2 separate regions of the Mus musculus genome follow, and region 2 is linked to region 1. Evidence: chromatin contacts called from public Hi-C data. All regions are on one chromosome and are shown on one strand. Each heading gives the region's core, a stretch centred on a gene start, on an enhancer-like site or on the middle of the called end of the contact. The rest is flanking DNA. Distances are from core to core; before and after follow the strand shown. Region 1 holds the start of Trp63 (transformation related protein 63). Region 2 overlaps Trp63 (transformation related protein 63).

The links. A called contact is a pair of places that touch in the nucleus more often than the background predicts.
Region 2: a contact with region 1 is called in a Hi-C map of myocytes, with 2.5 times the contacts expected there. The contact joins the enhancer-like site here to the promoter of Trp63 in region 1. A contact is called at or near these places in 6 of 39 promoter capture datasets (the HPC-7 cell line, cranial neural crest, embryonic stem cells and 3 more), 1 of 15 datasets of contacts at CTCF or cohesin (the NIH/3T3 cell line), 2 of 484 Hi-C or Micro-C datasets (myocytes and uterus) and 1 of 9 other capture datasets (liver).

Annotation. Positions count from the first base shown.
Region 1 is chr16:25,681,554-25,685,720 of GRCm38.p6, reverse strand. It overlaps Trp63 (transformation related protein 63), which reads right to left and starts at 1,956. Exons shown (of 14, transcript NM_001127259.1): 1 at 1,370-1,956. The coding sequence starts at 1,431.
Region 2 is chr16:25,721,209-25,725,375 of GRCm38.p6, reverse strand. All of the region lies in intron 1 of Trp63 (transformation related protein 63), which reads right to left. Among named protein-coding and RNA genes, the nearest start is that of Gm24928, 21 kb to the right of the region's middle. Within about 2 kb of position 2,090, at least 9 of the 459 cell types and tissues checked have an H3K27ac peak or open chromatin away from gene starts, as enhancers often do. A contact at or near this core is called in myocytes, where this site is marked.

The DNA.
Region 1 (4,167 bases), core at 707-3,206:
TAGGGTCCATTTGTTTTTTTCCTAAGACAGACACTTGTAGAGAAAACAACGGACGAATGAGTTAAGAAACCATTCACATTTCACATTTCAACCTGGGAGATATTAGCAATCTGGTTGGGTTGCTCTCCTTTGAATTTGTAGTCTGTCTTCTCTTTCTGTATTCTCCATTTCATGTATCTTTCCTCGTCTGTTTTTCCCACCAGAAACCTCACAGGAAGAGGAAGAGTCAGGCCAACAAGAGAGTGAATTATACTGGTGAAAATAAATAGCCTTTCACAATCCAAGGCAATGCTATGGTAACCTAGTCCTGCCCAGAGCCAGGGCTCAGATTCTAGTGTGAGCCTCCAGTAGGCACAGGTGGCAAGTGTCACTTTAACCCCTTTCTAACCATGCCGTTTTCCTAAGTCTTACAAAGTACCAAATTCCAGATTCAAATCTCATGCCGTTAAATTAACAACATCACAGTGCTTTGTATGGTGTGAATGTCTCCCATAACTTTACACGGGAAACGCTCTTCGGATTTCATTTACCAGTTTAAAAATAGCAAACTCTAATTTGAAACAGTCTCTTCCCCCGACAGAGGCACACTATTGTGAACTCTTGCTAATACTCCTTCTCAGTGCAAGGTAAATATTTTTCTACAAACACAAACAAAATTCAGTTTCATCACAGGTTTTAGGAAGTCATATTTGTCAAAAGATGATGTTTGTTTTGAAACAAATCAAAGAGAAAATATTCTTTAGAGCTAAAATGACAAGCCACAATCTGCTTCACATAACAATGGCTATTTAGTTTTAAGACAAAAATCAAAATTTCCAATGTTTATTTTGACTTGAAAATTGCCCAATAGATTATTATATCCCTGTCCAATGAAATTTCTTTTTCTTTGGTGGGTGGGACTGAGCATGGCACGTGGTACATTTTAAAATTTTTTAACATTTTAAAATGGTGTGACAATCTTAAGTAATATTTTAATTAATTCTTTGATAATCTCATCCCCCTCCTCCAACCTCCAACATCTCCCTGACCCTCCCACATCTTCTACCCGAGCTACATGCTCTCTCTCTCTCTCTCTCTCTCTCTCTCTCTCTCTCTCTCCCCCACTCTCTCTCCTTATAGAGTACAATAGTGTGACAAATTTAAAAACATGGATGTCTTCAAACTTTGTCACTTAGTAACTCAAGAAATAAAGTATAAGATAACTGTAGAAAAGATATCTACAAACCACTTTAAGTCCATACAAAGTCCAAAGTAGTATTATTATGCTCGCTAAACAAGGAGGGCTTCTTCAGTACACAGCAGAAACACTCAGAATACACCAGGCACACCAGTTCAGTTTTGACAGACGCCAGGTCAGATTTAAACTCACCGCTGGATGTAAGGGTCGGGGCAGTACTGTAGGGTGGCACACCGTGAAGTTTCAAAATTCATTTCCTTCAACTCTCTTTGATACCAACAGATGGGAAGCAATTCTATAAAATATACATATACACCTGAGAATATCTAGGTATGTAGCCAGGAGGCTGAAAGCAATAGGGTCAAATGCCATCAGACATAGAAGTTTAGACACTTCCCCCCTTTACTCAGATTTGCAAAGAGGCGGGGCGTTTCTTCCTTTCAGCCAATGAGAGTCTTCAAGTAACCAGAGCATCATAAACCGTCAATTCTTACCAGCTGGGCACCCCCTGTAAAGCTGTTCTTCCTCTCTGCCACAGTTTTAGAGCCCTTGACGTAGAGTGGCCACACTTGTTGGCAATTTGTAGGCATCTCTGAACTTCTGATCTTGCTTGGGATTGGGTGCTGGTATGAATGGCATCAGAGTTTAATCACAGAAGCCAGGACTTGTCACTGAGCTAATAAATGTCCCCCTTGCTCCAACTGAATAACATCTCCTTGTATCTGTATTCTGACTTGATTTGAGAGCTCCTGTCAGTTCTGCTGTGGCTACAATGTTTTGCAGAGACGCTTAGGAGACTTTTTTTTTTCTCGGCTTCTCCCTGCCCCACCCCCACCCCCTTCTGCCTCCCTTTCAGCCAACCGCCTGTTGTGGTCACAATCTCAAATAGCAAAGACAGGGAAATTCCTTGATTATATTTAACCTAGAACTCACTCTTCATTTCAACGAGAGAGAGAGAGAGAGAGAGAGAGAGAGAGAGAGAGAGAGAGAGAGAGAGAGAGAGAGAGAGAGAGAGAGAGAGAGAGAGAGAGAGATCATGTATATGTATTTAGAAATAGTTTCTGTCCCAAATAAAAGAAAATAGCCTGCAGTGATTTTTTTTAACCATACAGATATAAGTAATAGGATTTTTATGTGATATAAAAATAGGAGTTAATATTCTTTTACAATGTTTCCTAATTGTTTTATTGTTTTCATATTTATTTAGAATTATTTTAGATGGCCTGTCAATGGGGAAAAATAAAGTTTATTTCAAACTCTTATCATTCTGTCTCATTCTATTATGCCTCACTTTTAACTTTTTTTAGTCTCCTTCTACCTACTTTACTATAAAATCTGACATTCTTTATATTGTAAAGAATTATATATTATCAGGCAAAGTCTCCATGATAATGAATTTGTTTCCTTTCTGAATGTAGGCTGTAAACCAATCCTGGTTCTGTGGATTTAGAAATTGAATGAAATATGATTCAGAAGCTAAATTAGAATAGAGTCCAAGAGGGAACTAGAGCTGTGTGCCCAAGTGTCACTGACATGTTACGTACATATCTCCATTCATGCCACAGCCATAGACACCTGCAAACTAGTGACATCAGAAAATGTCAAAGTTGTGAGACAAGCTGAAGAGAAATCTGACATTTTCCTGTAAGAAATTCTGCTTCAAAATGTGTTCATAAAGATGTTTTATTTGTTGTTCCAGCCAGGGAGAAGCTATTTAAAACTTGACATTCTCTTTCTTAACTCAGACTGAGCGTGTCTAACATCTGTGAATTGTGAAACTCACACACATGCCGGCCTGCGCTCCAGCCAAATCTGACAGCTTGCTCTAAAAAAAAATGTTAAACTTGAGCAAAGATCGTTTCACTAATTAATTATAGATTTGCTCATTGGAATCAAGTGTTTGGCTTTCTTCCTCTGAGCAAATACAGATGACCTGATTATAAAGTTCTTAAATTGAGAATAATCAATTTCCTATGGCCATGGACTTGGGGGAGTTTCATCACACAGGGCCTGTCTACTCTTAGTTGTGAGATGAATCTCTGAAGGCATAGAAAGAATGATCTCCTAGCCAAAGGCAGCTTAAGCTGTCCCCCAGAACACAAGAATGGGAGGGGGTAATAGAGTTAATGCCAAAGCACATGTTTAGTGTGGAAAAGGCCCTGCCCTGCGTTCAGTCCTCAATCGTGAAAAATTAAGAAAGACTAGGACTAGGATTTCTAGTGGAGACTGTCTTAAATTTTAATAAACCCGCGAGTCACTTGAAATTCTTGTCCATGCAAAATCTGGTTGGTTATTTCCAGGGTGGGGTTTGAGATTCCATTTCTAACCCTGGGATGACTCTGCCAGGATGGCTGGCCCAAGTACCAGATCTGAAGTGGTAAGTTCTGAGCTCACCTTTCGCCTTGTATTTATAATTAAGTGCTTGCTGAAAAGAAGAAAGAACTTGTCAAAGTAATTTATATCATGGTTCAACGTCATGGACTTCCACATAACCAGTCTTCAAGTACTCTTCATACATATTTTCACTTACAAGTTTTAGAATTTAATTTAAAAGGTTTAAGTTTAAAATAATTTAGAGCATATGCCATTATATCAGCAGTTGTTATAGAAAATTATATATATATATATACACATATATATAGTACAGAAGGCAGATTATTAGGTGGCAATAGATTAATTATGAATGATATTGGTTCCCACTACTTAGTTAATAAACAGAGTTAACTTGACTTAAAGGAGAAAAGCAAGCTCCTCAGGATGACAAACACATTAGAGCACATGAGCATCCATGACCTGGGAAAATGAATGGCGACGACTATACCTTTCCAACCTACACATCTAAAGGATGCTTGTGAACACACTTGCATTGTAGGAAGCAGGAAGTAGGACAACAGAGAAACAATAATGTTTAGTATGTAGAGCTCTTGGCATAATGTCCCAGGAAGAAATATGCCTTCCTTCTCCACTTCGAGCAGTCAACATGCTTAGCC
Region 2 (4,167 bases), core at 841-3,340, 40 kb before region 1:
CATTTCCTTTTCTGTAGAAAAGGCCACCGGAGAAAACAATTTCTTTTCCTTTATTCTCCTTCCAACCCTTTTTACTTTTTCCATTGAACACATATTTATGGAGGGCTGACTGTAAGCCAGTTGTAGAAGTATGTAAGACACCCATGGCTCATTGGAGCTCATAGGCAGTGGGGCACTCTGGTAAGTTCAGAGCAACTCCTACAGAATTGCCAAAGTACTAAGAAACCATATGATCTGGCCTTAGGGAAAAGAGTACTCCCAGAAGACTGAAGAGCTAGGTAACCATGAAGCCAAGCCTGAGGGAACAGATGGTGGGGCAAGAGCAAACATCAAGAACATTCTTTCTTGATGACCAAGAAGGAAAATGCTGAAACCTTTCAAAATGAGGTGAAGCAAAAACAAAAAGTTAAACTTACAAAGAGACTGAAAATCAGTACCTCCAGGTCACTGACTAGATTTTTACAACATCAAGTTTTTTTTTTGTTTTGTTTTGTTTTTTTGTATAGAATAAAGTTTATTCAGGACATCGGGAGGGGAGTTGATGGATTAGAGATAAAGGCAGAGAGAGAGAGAGAGAGAGAGAGAGAGAGAGAGAACACGAAGTAGAGGCCGGCCATGAGCACGTGGAGGGGGAGTGGGGAGGGGATCGGAGAGAGAGAAGGGGACGAGGGTAAGGAAGCAGGAGCAAGAGAAAGCAAGAGCCCAACATCAAGTCTTCCAAGCATGAACAGTTCCCATCCAAGCTTTCTTCTATCCATTTCCTTATAATCTACTTACCTTTAAGAAGGTTCCTACGTATAGGGATAACCAACTGGCTGATTCTGACCACTGTTTATTTGACACATCTAAAATAATGGCATATGTTTAGGGGGAAATGTCAGAATTTTCACTAGAGCCCATTTATTCCCGTTTCTACTTTCCTTGGGATCTGTCACACTTTCGTGTCATTCCTTTGTCTACTATATTAGTCTATGTCACGTTATTTGTCTAGTTATCTCTCTCTCACTATATATATATGTATACATATACATATTATATATATATACATATATATACATACATATATATATATATATATATATATATATATATATTCTTCCACTATAAAAATGTAAAAGGCACAAATTACAGAGTAGAATACAAGTTACCCTTTTATCTATGCTTCTATCCTTCTCAGAATTAGCATCATTAAATTTTTTATATACACCTATAGATTTCTTCTTCCTGAAAGGAGATAATAGCAAATACCTAGAAATATGTAGTTTAATTCTTCAAGTCCTCTATATAATGCCAGTTTAATCTTGTCTCACATTTCACCCTCACTTTCAGCTATGGTAATGGACCCACAGTTCTCAAACAGTCTGCTTTGTTCACATCACTATATCTGCATGAAGTGATCTATTTCTACGTTTCCCTTTCTAAGCTCTCTCACCTTTGCAATGTAGAATCAGTCATTCTATGAGTGCCACTCTCAGAGTATTCTGTCCATCTGGTCATTACAATATTTACCAGGTGCATTGGAATCCATCATCTCTCCTCCTGATAGGATCATAAGTATTTTGATACAACTAATGTAGCCGAATGAGCTCACTGTTTCTGAATATACACAGTGCCTGGCTTACTGGAGTTCTTGAGTGAATATTGACTTATTGCAGGAAAGAATAAAGGATGCAAGAAAAGTTTCTTCTGGGAAATCAAGTGACATGAACTTTACAGAGTCTATAAAACGCTATGGGTTTCTGTTTGTTGGTTACACCCATATTGCAGTTATAGTAATATTTTCTCCAACTGTCTCCAGGCAGTTGCTGAAGCTGCAAATGGCTATGATGTAATCAAATCTTCCAATTTTGAATGTAAAACATTGTGTGGCCCATTTTTCATCATAGGTGACATGTCTGCATTCTGCAGATATCCTTCTGGTGAGAACACTGTACACTTTACCACGTTGAGAACAGGTGCTGAGTTGTTGTTACTCCAAGACATTCAAGACAGAAATTCTACAAATTCAAAAGCAGTGAGCAGGGTTAAGACTGGCAGGCTATCACGATGACGTCATGTGCAAGCATAAAGAGGAAACACAGTTCCCAACAAAGGAACAGCAGGTGAAGTCATCATGTTGGCTTTGTCTGGAAACTCAGATCTTTTGGCTCTGTAGTGGGACATTCAATATGGGGAATATGATAGGGGCTGAGACTGAGTCACCGGAAACTAAGAAAGAAATATAGCTCTCGGGTTTTAGAAATGGCATTTGTTCCCGCTGCCTACTGTGTGTCTGGTGCCTTGGTATCTTGTACTTTAGCAATTGGGTTGACAAAGGTTTGTTTCCAAAAAGGAATGAATAAATGAAGTGCAGGCTATAACATGCTACAAAACCATCCCATCTGCAGTGGAGGTACCACATTTCAGGAAAGAGTAATTGATATGGCTTCGTTTGTTCTCTAATACTTACAGAAGTTAGGCCTTAGGTTTCTTATATAAGGGCTTCATACCTGTTTCCTCTCTGTGCATGGGGATAGTAATAGTGTCTTGCTCATGGAATTGTTGCCAAGTATAAAGAAGGAGATACATAGAAAGCACTTACTGATGAGTCTAGCACATGGTTGTCTAATATAAGTTAGCTACTGTTAGTCTTTTAGGTTCTGTTCTTATGATCATTAAATGTTTTATTCACAGACTAACACAGATGTGGCTAACACCTCACATTTACTCTTTGCTAGCTACATAGGCAATTTAAATGCTAATTCAATTTTCTCATCTGGAGAATAGGGACTATAGATGCATCAGATAATATTTTTGTTTAGCTAAAATGTAATATGGTAGGTGGGAAGGGCCTAACATGATGAATTTCAGTATGCCACAGTATCCTTGACTCCATGAGTCATTCAGTTTCCAGGCTTACAAAAATTCAGGCTCACTCCTTTTAAGAGTCTCGGTCAAGTGCAGGCCATAGACTCAGGGTCTTGGTCACGGTAACAGAGTAAAGGGCCTTCTTCAAGTAGACACTGTAAGCACACAGGTAGGAATGATGTCTGTGTGTATTTGGAATAGGCGATTTCAGAGTAGAAGTGGCAAAGAGATTAGCTAAAAGCCACAAAGGGTACTTAATCGTTGATTTCCTTGGGCCATCTTTGGCTTTATAAATAATGCTTCTGTGAACAACACCGCAAATAGTCTAAACCATTTTCCATCTTTAAGGCAGATTCCAGGAAATAAAACTTCTAAACAATCAATTTGTTGGGGAGGAGAAACTCAAGGCTCAGTATGTGCCAAGAAAGCTCACCAACCCCCAACCCCATTGTGATTTTTTTTCCCTTTTGCAAAATGTTACCCTATTTTCCTTTGGAAGGATGTAACACTTTAAAATTCTATACCTCTACACAGCAGTGGCTATTAACAGTACAAAGAGAAAATAAAGGTACCAATTTATCTATCAGAAAATGACAGGTTGCTTTTAATTTTGCTCTCTTCAATTATTGGTGAAATTGACTGTTCTGTATATGCTTTTGTCACCTGCATTCTTCCCTGGAGGAATTACTTATCAATTGTCTTTGTGAATTTTCTTGGGACCTGAGATCTTATGCTTTGCTATATTTGCTCAAATATATGTTAGGACGTATTGACCCTCTATCGTGGACTGAAATATTTTCCCAGTATGCTTTTTAATTTCTACATGAGGGTATTATTTCAAATTCTAGAATGTTCAGGTATATTGTGTGAAAGCGTGTCTCTATCCTTCCTCGTCATCCTAAGGCATTCTTCAATTGGCTTTACTAAAAACTGTAATGGCCATTTAGCCTTCAGGAAGTTTAAGATGGGATTTTCTGAGAGGGAGAATGGTATCCTGAGAAGAAGAAAGAGGAAACACTTTTTGCCAGGAGACATGAAAGGAGACAGACAAGACTATGGGCCTGGAAGGTATAACTAGCCACCTGGCTGGCTGGGGCTAAGCAGTTGGATTAACTCAGGTGAGCTAGCTGAGAGTCTACCTAGTTAAGGCAAACCTAAGGCTTTGATATATTAAAGGTCACTGTGTTGGTATTTAAATGGGGAAGGCTGGTTAATGAATAATTGTTGCCTTATTACTTTCCTGCATTAATTAATACATACAGAATTTTAATAATCCATAATCTACAGTAGGCAGAGAGAATTTTACAAACCAAATAAATT